2 separate regions of the Sus scrofa genome follow, and region 2 is linked to region 1. A link is a contact called in public HiChIP or PLAC-seq data. All regions are on one chromosome and are shown on one strand. Each heading gives the region's core, a stretch centred on a gene start, on an enhancer-like site or on the middle of the called end of the contact. The rest is flanking DNA. Distances are from core to core; before and after follow the strand shown. Region 1 holds the start of NOP58 (nucleolar protein 58). Region 2 overlaps BMPR2 (bone morphogenetic protein receptor type 2).

The links. HiChIP or PLAC-seq counts read pairs in DNA pulled down with a chosen protein or histone mark.
Region 2: an H3K27ac HiChIP or PLAC-seq map of alveolar macrophages shows a contact between it and region 1. The contact joins the enhancer-like site here to the promoter of NOP58 in region 1. A contact is called at or near these places in 1 of 5 promoter capture datasets (liver), 16 of 47 Hi-C or Micro-C datasets (adipose tissue, brain, embryonic fibroblasts and 10 more) and 2 of 2 datasets of contacts at active chromatin or transcription factors (alveolar macrophages and skeletal muscle).

What each region holds. Positions count from the first base shown.
Region 1 is chr15:105,892,070-105,899,409 of Sscrofa11.1, forward strand. It overlaps NOP58 (nucleolar protein 58), which reads left to right and starts at 1,539. Exons shown (of 14, transcript XM_021075921.1): 1 at 1,539-1,801; 2 at 7,060-7,136. The coding sequence starts at 1,757. It overlaps LOC102166561 (a long non-coding RNA gene), which reads right to left and starts at 1,493. Exons shown (of 3, transcript XR_308179.3): 1 at 1,346-1,493; 2 at 426-514.
Region 2 is chr15:106,122,801-106,130,291 of Sscrofa11.1, forward strand. It overlaps BMPR2 (bone morphogenetic protein receptor type 2), which reads left to right. Exons shown (of 13, transcript NM_001204900.1): 11 at 2,192-2,364; 12 at 5,944-7,223. Among named protein-coding and RNA genes, the nearest start is that of FAM117B, 57 kb to the right of the region's middle. Within about 2 kb of position 4,566, at least 4 of the 83 cell types and tissues checked have an H3K27ac peak or open chromatin away from gene starts, as enhancers often do. A contact at or near this core is called in alveolar macrophages, where this site is marked.

The sequences.
Region 1 (7,340 bases), core at 289-2,788:
TCTTTTGAAAATTGCTAATCCTCAGGAATAAAGTAACTTGTGGTTTCCAAAATGCTTTACAAAGGCTAGAGTATATAGAGGGAGGAGTACCCAGGGTGGGAGAAGGGGAAGGCCACGTTGTAAAGTTTGCCTTGTGACTTGCTTCAGCCGTCTTTGGCCGTCTCCCTCGTGGGACATCCCGTTTGGTGCCTCTCAGCATATGGCAAGTCCATGTAAACCCCCGACTGGGACTCCTGGTCTGACTGGGCTCAGAAGGTCTGCCTTATAGCCATATGAGGTCACTCAGGGGCTTAAATGGAAACTTGGATCAGGACTCCACACTGGCTTTGTGTCCATGACACGTCTCAGGCACACACATTCATTCTCCTTTCAAGAGGCAAATAGGAACTGAACAAAGTAGAAAGCAAAATCACAAGCTTGCTTACCTTATGAGTGCTGGTGTATCAGATCTTGGACAGGCCCCGGAAAGATGTTACCGGAATCCCAGTTCTTGTTCACGGAGCTGAAGAATGAACTTTGTGAACACACAGGCAGCAAGAAAGCAAAAGTCTTTATTAGAGAAAGGCAGATAGCTCCCAGCACAGACACTGCGAGGGAGAGGAAGATTTCCCACACACTAACTTTCTAAGGAGGTGTTATCTCTTAAAGACAGGGGTACCAACATGGGGTCCTGCTATCAGTCCTGCTCCCTGTTGGCCTTGCCCAGCACCTATACTGGGCCTTGTCCAATAGGGGCTTAGAGTCAGGATATACTCCATAGGCTTTATGGTCCTTTTGTTCTTCTTTCCCTTAGACTTAGAGTTGCCATTCTTTACATTCCTTTTCTAGCAGCCAAATGTGTAGATCAGAGGTTAATGTCCACAGATGTACTTTCAGTAGTTAATCTTCCAACAAGCAAGGGCTGTTTATCTTGATTTGTTTTTACAAATTTAAAACCGTGGACATTAATCAGGGAATATATGGAAGCCCGTGTTCCTACACTAACTATTGGAATTATTATTCTGCCTCACAAGTTCCCAGGCTAGGCGTTGAAACGGAGCTGCAGCTACCAGCCTAGCCACTGCATCATGGGATCCCAGCTGCATCTGCAACCTACAAGCCCCCAGCTTGCCGCAATGCTGGCTCCTTAACCCACTGAGCAAGGCCAGGGATCGAACTGCCGCTTCATGGATGCTAGTTATGTTCTTAACCTGCTGAGCCCCAAGAGGAACTCCCTGAAGGTTTTGTTTATTTTTGTTTTTAATTTCTTTTTTTGGCAGACCTACAGCAGGTGGAATTTCCCAAGCCAGGGATCGAACATGCGTTACAGCGGCGACCCAAGCCACAGCAGTGAACAAGACCGTACCCGTAACCCGTAGCCACCACCATTCTCCAAAGCAGGACAGTTTTCCCTTTCAGATTTTTCTGAGCTTGAGCAAATAAAACCGCGGTTGCGCTCTACGAAATCTCGCGATATTTTTACGGTCCTTTGTGGCGGGAACAAAACGGAAGCCAGGGCGACTCTGCTGCGCGTCATCTGTCGGAAGTGAAGTCACGTCCCAGAAGCCTTGGGGAAGGAGAAGCGCCGGGACGCTTTCTGCATGTAGTCAGGTGTGGAACGTTTTTGCAACGTGGTCTGGCTCTTTGCCGGACGGCGTGCGCCCAAGTGCTTGGCCAGCCGCGGCCTTGCGGGCCTTGAGGGCCTACAAATTTGGTCTTTTTTTCACTGGTTTAAGATCTCGTGTCACGCCACTCGGCGCCCTGACCCGGCTTCACCATGTTGGTGCTGTTTGAAACGTCCGTCGGCTACGCCATCTTTAAGGTAGGTGGGAGCCATTGGAGGGGGATGGCGGGTGTTGGGCAGGGGAGGAGAGGGAAAGACCTAAGGGGAGGACGACAGCGCTCATGTTCTCGTGGGTGCTTTTCTGCCCCCCTGGTCCGAAAGGAAGGGCCTGGAAGGTTTGGGCCTGGAAGGCGCCTATTTCGGTGAACACGTGGCGGCGTTGTTTGGGCCTCCCGGTTCTGTAAGGGGATTTGGCCCAGTTAGAGAGGTGGGCAGGTGCCGTATTAGAATTTTACAGGTTATGATAAAGAGTTTGGATTTTGTTGAGTGATTTGAGGAGTAATTGGGAGACTTTAACGGAGGAGTAAACTGATTTAACTTTATTAATGAAGTTGCTTTGCTGTGTGTGAAGTGGATTGGCGGGACGGGGTGCAAGAAAGGAAGCAAGGATATTTTTGCGTTAATCTAGACAAGATGAAGTTACTTGGATTAAGGTTTGTGTGGGTGGAAAGAAGTATTGGGAGAAAATTAGAAGGTAGAACTGATGGGATTGGCTGAGGGATAAAAGAATGTGAGTTTGGGGTTTAAGTGGGTGTGGTGGTAGGGAGAAGATTTAGGGATCTGGGAGGGTTACTAAAGTGTTACATTTTGGGCCGTTTTCAGCGTTTGATGTCTGTTAGACATGGAAATGCAGTGGTCATTTCAAGTTTGAAGCCCAGGGGAGAAATCTGAGCTGAAAATTTGAGTTTTGCTTATTTTAATTGGGAAAGTTTAAAATTAACTTCATCAAGGAGTTCCCGTCTTGGCCCGACTTAGGATCCATGAGGATGTGGGTTCGATCCCTGACCTCACTTAGTGGGTTAAGGATCCCTCGTTGCAGTAAACTGTGGTGTAGGTCAGCTGCCACAGTTCCAATTGGACCCCTAGCCTGGGAACCTCCATATGCCACGATTGCGGCCCTAAAAGACCATAAATAAATAAACAAATAAAATTGACTTCATCAGCAAGGAAATAATTGAATAAATAATTGAACAATGTGACTATCGTTTAGTAGGGTGCCATTGAGATGTTAAGAGAATGAGGTAAATTGAGTGGTATCCTGGTGCTCTACAAACATAGTAATGAAAAGCATATTTTTCATATGTACTGACAAGGTAAAAAATGCTAGATAAAATATGGTATGATTCTAGGCATCAATCAAAAAAACTGATATGGGTGCAGAGAGTGTGGAATGGTACCAAAACGTCGATTTGGTGCAGTTTTTCATTTTATTTTCCAAGTTTCTCTTTGGCATTTGAAAATACCATTTGCATATTACATTAAGTACTTGTTTTAAGAAAACCAATAAAGGAGTTCCCTTGTGACCTAGTGGTTAGGATTTGGAGCTTCCCGCTGTGGTCTGGTTCAGCGCCTGCTCTAGGAACTGAGATTCCATACTAATCCATTGCATGCTGCAGCCAAAAAAAGTGGGAAAAAAAACAGTAAGATAATTTAAAACCAAAAGCTGATATTTCTTATCTTTCCTCTCATTAGATTTGTCTGAATGCATTATTAGCAATTTTAAGGGACTTTAAAGGTCCATAGAGCCCAGGAATAGGTCCTTTAGGCTTTTCCCCATCTTTTTGCAATCTTCTCCAAGGTCTCAGCATTTTGCTCATGCCCCCCAAATTCTCATAGCCATTATAGTGTGTGGGTGTCTGGATGAGTTTCATCTAAATCGATGTTACAACAAACATCCTTAACTGGATGCTAAGGGGCGGGGGAGGTGTAAATGCACTCTCCACTGCTTGAATCCAACGGTGGGAAGGAACTGGCTTAGCAACTGTGTGGTTTCTAGACCCTGGGTCATAAAGTATAAAGTCATATGAGGAATTACTACTGATTTCTATTAATATAGAGTATCCTCCGTAAAAATAAGTCCTGGGTATTCTGTTGCAGTGTTTTGTTTTGTTTTGTTTTGTTTTCCTTTTTTTGTGCTTTTTTAAGGGCCACACCCGAAGTATATGGAAGTTCCCAGGCTAGGGGGGGTGAGTTGGAGCCACAGCCATAGCAACGTGGGATCCCAGACGAGTCTGCAACCTGAACCGCAGCTCTTGGCAAGACCGGATCCTTAATCCACTGAGCAGGGCCAGGGATTGAAACTAGTCCTCATGGATACTAATTAGGTTTGTTACTACTGATTCACAATGGGAACTCCTTCTATTGCAGTTTTTGATTTTACTTAAATTACTATTGAAAATTGTCAAATTGTAATTTATTTTTTATGTAACCTAATTGAGAAATAACCAAAGGCTTGTGAATATTCTGAAATATTGTTTCATTTATAAATACTTGGAATTAGTAGCAGTTATTTTTTTATTTCATGGCTGCACTGGCAGCATATGGAAGTTCTTGGGCCAGGGATTGAGCCCGAAACACTGCTGCAATCTACGACACAGCAAAGTGAGATCCTTTAACCCACTGCACCAAGCTGGGGATGGAACCCTGCACCTCCACAGCAACCCAAGTCTTTGCAGTCAGATTCTTAACCCACTGGGCTATGGTGGGAACTACAGTAGCAGTTATTGATTCTTTCTGAATAAAATTGACATACAGAATATTCTAAAATAAGTTGAACAAGTTTGAAAGAATTACTAAAAGTAAATTGTACACCTTAAAGGTGTGAATATTCTCTGAAACATGTGTGTAGATGTTCAGTACATGGTTATTAGCTCCGGTCCCCTTAATCTTTCAAAGCTGGGGTATAAATTTATATGGACTGCATAAAATTCATGCTTGAATAGAATGCTCTAAGAAAGTTTTCTTCAGGAATTCCCCTTGTGGCAGTGGGTTAAGAATCTTACTGAAGGAGTTCTCATTGTGGCGCAGTGGAAATGAATCCAACTAGGAACCATGAGGTTTTGGGTTTGATCCCTGGCCTCGCTCAGTAGGTTAAGGATCCAGCATTGCTGCGAGCTGTGGTGTAGGTCGCAGATGCAGCTTGGATCTGGCGTTGCTGTGGCTCTGGTAGGCGAGTGGCTACAGCTCCGGTTCGACCCCTAGCCTGGGAACCTCCATATGCCTTGGGTTCGGCCCTAAAAAGGAAAAAAAAAAAAAAATGGAAAAAAAAAAATCTTACTGCAGCTCAGGTTCAGTCCCCAGGCCAGAAACTTCTATATGCCTCAGGTGTGGTGATTTAAAAAAGAAAAAAAATTTTCCAAACTCAGTTTGCAATAAGGAATACATTTTATATCATGACCCAGTATATCCATATATATACACACTGTGGTTCATGAAGGGTTAAAAACTCAAGATTGTTGCTCATTAACAAAGTTACATACAAATGCAGAGACAATACCTAAAATAATTATTTCTGGCGTATTGCAGAAACTCTTTAGGACTGTGTCTCTCATGTCACCTGGCTACAGAATAAGAATAAACTTTCTTCAGCCTTACTCATCCTAGACCTTTTGTGGCTGTGGTGCCCAGTGTAGTAGCCAGTAGCCACATAAAGCTATTTAACACTTGAAATGTGGCTAGTAAAGCTGAGGAGATGGATTTTTATTTATTTATTTATTTGCTTTTTAGGGCTGCATCCTCAGCATATGGAGGTTCCCAGGCTAGGGGTCGAATCGGTGCTGTAGCTGCCGGCTTAGGCCACAGCCACAGCATTGCAGGATCAGAGCCACTTCTGCGACCTACACCACAGCTCATGGCAACACCAGATCCTCAACCCACTGAGTGAGACCAGGGATTGAACCCACATCCTCATGGATGTGGTTTGTTAACCACTGAGCCATGACAGGAACTCCAAGGAAGAGATTTTTAATGTGAATACCAAAGTTCATATATAACATGATTATTAAAAAGCCAAAAAAAAAAATGAAACAGGAGTTCCTTGTCGCTCAGTGGATTAAGGATCTGGTGTTGTAGCTGCTTTACAGCTACGGGGTGGGTTCCATCCCAGGACTGGGAACTTCTGCATACTGCGGATGTGGGCCCCCCCCCCCCCCAGAAAATAATTAAAAAGTAAAAATTTGAGACAGATGTATAATAGAAAATGTAGGGGGTTTGGGGGGGCTTGGGGTTTAAGGTTTTTTTCTGCCGTACCTGCAGCAAATGGAAGTTTCCAGGCTAGGGATTGAATCAGAGCTGTAGCTGCTGGCCTACACCACAGCTCATGGCAATGCTGGATCCTTAACCCAGGAATGGAACTAGTTAGATTTGTTAACCCCATGGATGCTAGTTAGATTCCTTAACCACTGAACCTCTCTGGGAACTCCTGTTTCTAATTTTATTTTAATGTTCTTTTCAATGTGTTGTGCATGAATGGGAACATTATGAGCCAAGGTTTTGTTTGCCATAACAAAATCTTTGGAGATCTTTGGTCATGGATTAACATGATTTCATTACATTTCCTCTGTTACTTTAAGAATACTGATAATATCTCTTAAATACACCAATTTTGTTATCCATGTTATTTTCAAAAATACTTACAAAACTTTTTTTCAACTAGAAAAATGAACTTTACTCATGAATCATATCCCCTGTTTGCTGCATATCTTCTCAACAATCAGTGAACTTTGTGTATGCTTAACCACATTCTTAGTAAACTATTTCCAAAAATCACAACTATTCTGTGAATTTCCTTTGACAAAAAAAAAAAAAAAAAAACAAAAAACCTTTGAATTAAAGTTTCATTGCATTCGTGAGATGTGACGGAATGTCTTTGGATTCTAAAATTCTCATGACATCCAAAACAGAACTATTTAGTAGCCTTTAATTTCTAATACTAAGCAGCGTGCTTTCCAATTATTTACTGCCTCATTACTCTTTGCTTTTTATGGCTGCACCTGTGGCATATGGAGGGTCCCAGGCTACGGGTCAAATCTGAGTTACAGCTGCCCACCTATGCCATAGCCACAGCAATACAGGATCCAAGCTGCATCTGCTACCTACACCACAGCTCACAGCAATGCCAGGATCCTTAACCCACTGAGCAAGGCCAGGGATCGAACAAACCTGCGTCCTCATGGATGCTACTCAGATTCATTTTAGCTGAGCTAGGACAGGAACTCCCCAAAAATATGGTTTTAACAAATTCCCAATTAGGTATGGATTCCATCCAGTTATTCAGTGGGATACTTGAGCTATTAGTTTGACCAAAAATTTATGCCAGGTAAGAAAACTGGTTATTTCAAAGAGAAAAATTAACTTACTTCATCCTCATTTTGCATGTACACTTGTACTTTAAGAGTCTAGCTATTTATGCCTAAGCTGTGTGATTTAAAGAAAATTATTTTAAATATCTATTGCAGGTTTTGAATGAGAAGAAACTTCAAGAGGTTGATAGTTTGTGGAAAGAATTTGAAACTCCAGAAAAAGCAAATAAAGTGTAAGTCATGTCAAAACTAAGAACTTAAGCAGTTAACATTTAGAGGTTTTTGGGGTTTTTTTGTTTGTTTGTTTTGTGTTTGTAGGGCCCCCCCAATTCATGTAATATATTCGTAACTTTCTGTTTTGAACTCTATTTCAGGAATAATACTGGTATGAGCCTAATTGTTAGATTCCTTATTTGGAGGGTAGGCCATCTCCAGTA
Region 2 (7,491 bases), core at 3,316-5,815, 230 kb after region 1:
TAAAAATGCAGTTCACAATGCTGAAATATTTTCAGAGGGTCCTACCATTTCAGTAAATTGTTACTACAACACTAAAAACATCTTTCAAACATTTCCATGTAACACACATATCCATACAGTCTCGTATTTTTTCTTTAACATAATTAGGATCATCTCATTATCCATCATCATTTCTGAGGCTTATTTTTTTTTTTACTTAGTTTTTCATGCAGTACCTATAGATGTACCTCTTTGTTGCCATTTGGTCAGTATCCATTATATATCATAATTTTTGAATTATCCCTTATTGATGACAGTACTCTGTATTTCCAATTTTTTTTTTTAGGGCTCTCCCGAGGCATATGGAAGTTCCCAGGCTAGGGGTCAAATTGGAGCTGTAGCTGCTGGCCTACACCACAACCACAGCAACTTGGGATCTGAGCTGCATCTGTGACCTATACTCCAGCTCATGCCAATGACAGATCCTTAACCCAATGGAGGAGGCCAGGGGTCGAACTTGCGTCCTCATGGATGCTAGTCAAATTTGTTAACCGCTGATCCGCAATGGGAACTCCTTTATTTCTGATTTTAAACAACTTATTTCTTTTTAAAAAAAAAAAAAACTACTGCCCATGGCATGCAGAAGTTCCTGGGCCAGGGATTGAACCTGAGCCTCAGCAGTGACAATGCCAGATCTTTAACCGCTAGGCCACTAAGAAACTCTAAACAACTTTCTTTTGGGGGGGGGGCCACATACCTGGTATATGGAAGTTCCCAGGCTAGGGGTCAAATTGGAATTATAGCTGCTGGCCCACACCTCAGCCACAGCAGGATCCAAGCCACATCTGCAACCTGTACTACAGCTCATGGCAACACCAAATCCGTAACCCACTGAGTGAGGCCAGGGATCAAAGCCACATTCTCATGGATACTAGTCGGGTTCATTACTGCTGCACCACAATGGGAACTCCCAAACAACTTTTAAAAGAATTAATTATGCTTGTGTATGGTAAACAAAATCAAATCAAATGAAACGGCTAAAAAAGGAAATGGGAAGGGAAAAGACTACCTACTCCTTTCACCCCTGTTCAAAAGTATTCCTGTTGGATTTCTCTTGTGTAGTGGGTTAATGATCTGGTATTGTCATGGCAGTGGCCTGGGTTAATTCTGTGGCTCAGGCTCAGTCCCTGGTCTGGGAATGTCTGCATGCCACAGGTGCGGCCAAATTACTGTTAACAATGTTCTGAGGTTTTTGTTTCTGTTTCTAAGTTTTCTCTTCTGGAAGTTACCGTTATAACTTTAAATACTATGTTTATTCCTTTTTTCTTTTTAGGGCTGCACTTGTGGTAAATGGAAGTTCCCAGGCTAGGGATGGAATTGGAACCACAGCTGCCGGCCTACGCCACAACTACAGCAATGCTGGAACTGAGTAGTGCCTGCGACCTACACCACATACAGAATGATCGAAAATTTTTAATGAAGTAAAAATAAGAGTTTTGCAGAATTATAATCATGTAAATATCTACTGCACAATATATATTGTGCTTTGTACTCATAGAGAAGGGAGTAAGAATCTTGTGTTAGATACTGTAAGCCCCTGCTGCTTGAAGAATAATGTTTCAAAAGTCACCACCCATAGGTTTCTCTTTGATTATTTTTGTCATCTCCCTCCATCCCTCCCTCTCTTCTCTTCCTGATTCCCTGTCTTCCTCCATTCCTTTTTTCCTTCCTTCCTCACTCCTTTCCTTTCCTTCCTTCCTGTTTACAGGCTCTACTAAGAAAGCAACATTTTTTTTTTAATTCAAGTATAGTTCACTTACAATATTATATTAGTTTCAAGTGTACAGTGTAGTGATTTCAGTATTTTTAAAGATTATACTCCTTTGAACTTTAGAGTTCCTGTTGTGGCTCAGAGGTAATGAACCTGACTAGTTAGTAATCATGAGGATGAGGCTTCGATCCCTGACCTGGCTCAGTGGGTTAAGGATCCAGCGTTGCCATGAGCTGTGATGTAGGTCACAGACGCTGCTCTGATCTGGTGTTGCTATGGCTGTGGTGTAGGCCAGCAGCAGCAGCTCTGATTAGACCCCTGGCCTGGGAACCTCCATATGCCACGAGTGTGGCCCTAAAAGGACGAAAGACAAAAAGGAAAGAAAGAAAATAGTTTGAGGAAAATACAGTTGCCTATATATTGATGTGTACTTTATTACAGGCAGTGAGGTCACTCAAGGAGACAATCGAAGACTGTTGGGACCAGGATGCAGAGGCTCGGCTTACTGCACAGTGTGCTGAGGAGAGGATGGCTGAACTTATGATGATATGGGAAAGAAACAAATCTGTGAGCCCAACAGTCAATCCCATGTCTACTGCTATGCAGAATGAGCGGTAAGACCCTGAAGGTTTGGAATCCCTCTGTCAGTGTTTAAAACAGGGACCAAGCAGAGAGCACCATCTAATAGTGCAGTGATTAACGCATACAGTCTAATGACATGATTTCTTTCGTATTCCTGTTCTGATTTTTGTTTGGTATAAGTGCAAGATGGAATCTGTAGTTTTTAATATCTTAAGATATAGTAAAGATAAAAAAGATAAAGGTCTTAATGCTCCAAGTTCCCTACAATAATAAAGGTAAAGCATTTTCGTAGGTCCAGAAGTGTCTAAGCACTTCTGTAGACTATATTGTCTTGATTATCCTTTGTTGTTGATACTTCTCCATCCCTTGTTTGTTTGTTCATTTATTTGTTTTAAAGGAAATAAAACTATGGACTTGCCTAATGTATCTAATCATTGCTTCACTGGAAACTAAGATTTCCAGGCTTTCTATCCAGTGCTCTTTTTTTTATAGTATAACCACTACTACTTTTAAATGAAAGTAATTCATAAGTTTTTTTTTTTTTTTTTAATCCCATCACGAGCATTATTTTGTGAGACATTTCTTTATTAGAACTATGATTTTTGGTTCTAAATAAAGGGGCTTTTAAGAAAACATTCCTAAAACATGGAACATTCAAACTGTGTAATCTGTGTTTCTGTGTTCCATGTTTAGGGGATAAAGTCTTCCCATAACTAAAACATGTTAAAAGCTTTCAGGAAGGCATCCAAGAAAGGAGTAACCAGAAAAAATTAAGATTAAAAGAAACAAAAAAACAGGAGTTCCCCGGTGGCCTAGAGGTTAAGAATCTGGTGTCGTCACTGCCATGGCACACGTTCAGTCCCTGGCCCAGGAACTTCCACATACCACTGGCAAGGCCAAAAAGAAAAATACATTAATTAAATAAGAGGTACCATTTATTTTGTAAAAAAAGAAAAACAAAAACTTGATTCTTGAATCATTTTCCTTACTATCTTCTATTGTTTTAATTTCTAAGAGCAATTTGTATTATGAACTATAGGCCCAAAATTGGGTTTACACTGATGTTTAGATTAAATTACATTTAGCATGTAAACCTTTATTCCTATCAAATCAGCAAGGCAAGGAAGGTAGAGATTAGCAATTCTAAGTATAAATTTTCTCACCTTACACATACTGAGATAGTCTTCCGTTTCCATCTCCCCTTATCTCTGTTTTTTTCTATATCCTCTCATATCCTGTTTGTACCTCTCTTCAGAGTCAGCTGCTTTTACTTTTAAGTGATTTTGAACTTTTCTCAACTGGTAAAGAAGAAACTTACTCCCCCTTGCTTTGGCCATTTTGCTTCCTGTGTCATTCAGCTCTACCCCTTACATGCTTCTTTTCACGTCCAATCACTTCTAAGTAGTTTCTCCTAAATCATGGTTCATCCCATACTTGTTCAACTCTAGCTTTCATACTATTTAATCATACCCTCCACCTCTCCTTAACTTCCTTTTCTTGTATAATACAGACTTTTTCTTCTTTCTCTTCCTGTCATTCCCCTCCTAACCTCATCAGATGCTGCTTCTCCTACAACGCTCATATCTATTAATGTTCCCAATGTTTATACTTAGGTTTTAGTTAAAACCATCCCTCACTTTTATTTTTTCTTCCAGTTATTGAGATATTTGTCATACAGCACTGTGTAAGTTAAATGTGTACAGCAAAATGATTTGACTTACATACATCATGAAATGATTATCATAGGAAGTTTAGTGAATATTCATTATCTCATATATCTACAAAATTTAGGTAATAGGAAAAAGTAATTTTTTCACTTGTGATGAGAACTCCTAGGATTTACTCTGTTAACTTTCATATATAACATACAGCAGTGTTAATTAAATTTGTCATGTACATTACATCCCTAGTACTCATTTATTTTGTAACTGGAGGTTTGTACCTTTTGACTGCATTCATCCAGTTCTCCTTATCCCCACTCTCTGCTGCTAGTAACCTTATCCCCACTGTCTGCTGCTAGTAACCACAAATCTGATCTCTTTTTCTATGAGTTTGTTTGTTTGGTTTTGAAGTACAGTTGACCTGTAACTCTGTGTTAGTTCCTGTTACACAACATAGTGATTTGGTATTTCTATACATTTCAAAAATTATCACCAGTATGAGTCTAGTTACGGTATATCATCCTACAAAGATATTACATAGTTATTTACTCTGTTCCTTAGAGTGTGTATGTCATCATGACTCATGTATTCTGCAACTGGAATTTTATACCTCTTAACATTTCTCACTTATTTCCTCCCTTCCCTGACCCCCTCTTCTCTGGCAAATACCTGTTTGTTCTCTGTATCTGTAATTCTGTTTGTTTAGTTTTATTTGGTTTGGTTTTCAGATTCCACATACAAGTGAAATCATATGGTATTTGTCTTTCTCTGTCTGACTTATTTCACTTAGCATAATACATTCTAGATCCATCCATGTCACAGATGGAAAGATTTCATTCTTTTTTATGGCTGATATTCTGTTGGGCATATACCACATTTTTGTCTATTTATCTATCAGTGGGTACTTGGGTTTTTTCCATATCTTGGCCTGGCTTTTTTTTTTTAAAGCAAATATGTTATAGTGTGATGTTTAAGAACCACCATTCTCAAGATGTGACAATAACAGGGAAGAACCTTTGATAACTGGAGAGCAGTTCTATATCTTTGATTTATTTATTTATTTATTTTTTTATTTTGAGTGTCACATTCTGCCTTATACCCTAAGGCTCTAAGACTTTCATTGATAATGGTTCGGTCTACCTTAGGAAGATAAGTTCCTTTGCTAGACTATGCGTCTTAATGTAGCACTTTGAAACAACCTAAAAGATTATGTTCTTTTTACTATTTGGAACTTAGTTGGTAACATATTTGTTGAGTAGCAGTTGTATATTTAGAATTATGGAAATGTAAAAGACACACGCCTTGTTTCCTTCTCTCATGGAACTTTTTTTTTTTTTTTTTTTGCCTCTTCAGGGCCGCAACCTACGGCATATGGAGGTTCCCAGGCTAGGGGCCTAATGGGAGCTGTAGCTGCCAGCCACAGCCATAGCCACAACAACGCAGGATCTGAGCCGCATCTGCGATCTGCACCACAGCTCACAGCAACGCCGGGTCCTTAACCCACTGAGCGAGGCCAGGGATCGAACCCGCAACCTCATGGTTCCTAGTTGAATTCGTCAACCATTGAACCACAATGGGAACTCCTCTCATGGAACTTTTATGTCTGTTGTGCAAGTATTCAATTCATAAAGGTATATTTGCTAATGTTACAAAACTATAGGGGAGTTTTTTTAAATAACTTTTATAAGCCTAAAGAATAAGTATATATATAAATCATGTCTAGATCCATATAGGCTTTTTGGTAGGCTTAAATCATACAAAACTAGCCTTTAGCAAGGTATTAAATGACATTTGATTGTTTGATTAGAATTATTAAATAACCTTTAGAATAATGTGGGTTAGGAATAAAATTAAAAGCAAATTATTCTTTAAAATCAGAGGTGTTAAACTCTGAGAGTCAGTTTGTCATAAATGTACATTCTCAACATGGCACTTTTTTCTTTCTTTAAGCAACCTATCCCACAACAGGCGTGTGCCAAAGATTGGCCCTTATCCAGATTATTCTTCTTCCTCATACATTGAAGACTCGATCCATCACACTGACAGCATTGTGAAGAATATCTCCTCTGAGCATTCAATGTCCAGCACACCTTTGACTTTAGGGGAAAAGAACCGAAATTCAATTAACTATGAACGGCAGCAAGCACAAGCTCGAATCCCCAGCCCTGAAACAAGTGTCACCAGCTTGTCTACCAACACTACAACCACAAACACCACTGGCCTCACTCCAAGCACCGGCATGACCACTATATCTGAGATGCCATACTCAGATGAAGCAAATCTGCATGCCACAAATGTCTCACAGCCAATCGGGCCAACCCCCGTCTGCTTACAACTGACAGAAGAAGACTTGGAGACCAACAAGCTGGACCCAAAAGAAGTTGATAAAAACCTCAAAGAAAGTTCTGATGAGAATCTCATGGAACATTCTCTTAAACAGTTTAGTGGGCCAGATCCCCTGAGCAGTACCAGTTCTAGCTTGCTTTACCCACTCATAAAGCTTGCAGTAGAAGTGACAGGACAGCAGGACTTCGCACAGGCTGCAAATGGCCAAGCATGTTTAATTCCTGATGTCCCACCCGCTCAGATCTATCCTCTCCCCAAGCAACAGAACCTTCCTAAGAGACCTACTAGTTTGCCTTTGAACACCAAAAATTCAACAAAGGAGCCCCGGCTGAAATTTGGCAGCAAGCACAAATCAAACTTGAAACAAGTAGAAACTGGAGTTGCCAAGATGAATACAATCAATGCTGCAGAACCTCATGTGGTGACGGTCACCATGAATGGTGTGGCAGGTAGAAACCACAGCATTAACTCTCATGCTGCCACTACCCAGTATGTCAATGGGGTAGTTCCGTCTGGCCAGACAGCCAACACAGTGGCACATAGAACCCAAGAAATGCTGCAGAATCAATTCATTGGTGAGGACACCCGGCTGAATATTAATTCCAGTCCTGATGAGCATGAACCATTACTGAGACGAGAGCAACAGGCTGGCCATGATGAAGGTGTTCTGGATCGTCTGGTGGACAGGAGGGAACGACCACTGGAAGGCGGCCGAACTAATTCCAATAACAACAACAGCAATCCATGTTCAGAGCAAGAAGGTCTTACACAGGGTGTTCCAAGCACAGTAGCAGACCCTGCACCGTCAAAGCCCAGAAGAGCACAGAGGCCTAATTCTCTGGATCTTTCAGCCACAAATGTCCTTGATGGCAGCAGTTTGCAGTGTAAGTGGAGGGATTGTGTAATCTTTTGGGACCATTTAAGTAACTACTTAGTTAGAAACAGATTATGTTTCAACTAGCAATTATTTTATATTACTTTTCAAAATAAAATAAGCCATTTGGGAGTTCTCATTGTGGCCCAGCAGGTTTCAATCCTGACTAGTATGCAGGGATGCAGGTTTGATCCTTGGCCTTGCTCAGTGGGTTATGGATCCGGCCTTGCCATGAGCTATAGTGTAGGTTGCCGGTATGGCTCAGATCTGGTGTTGCT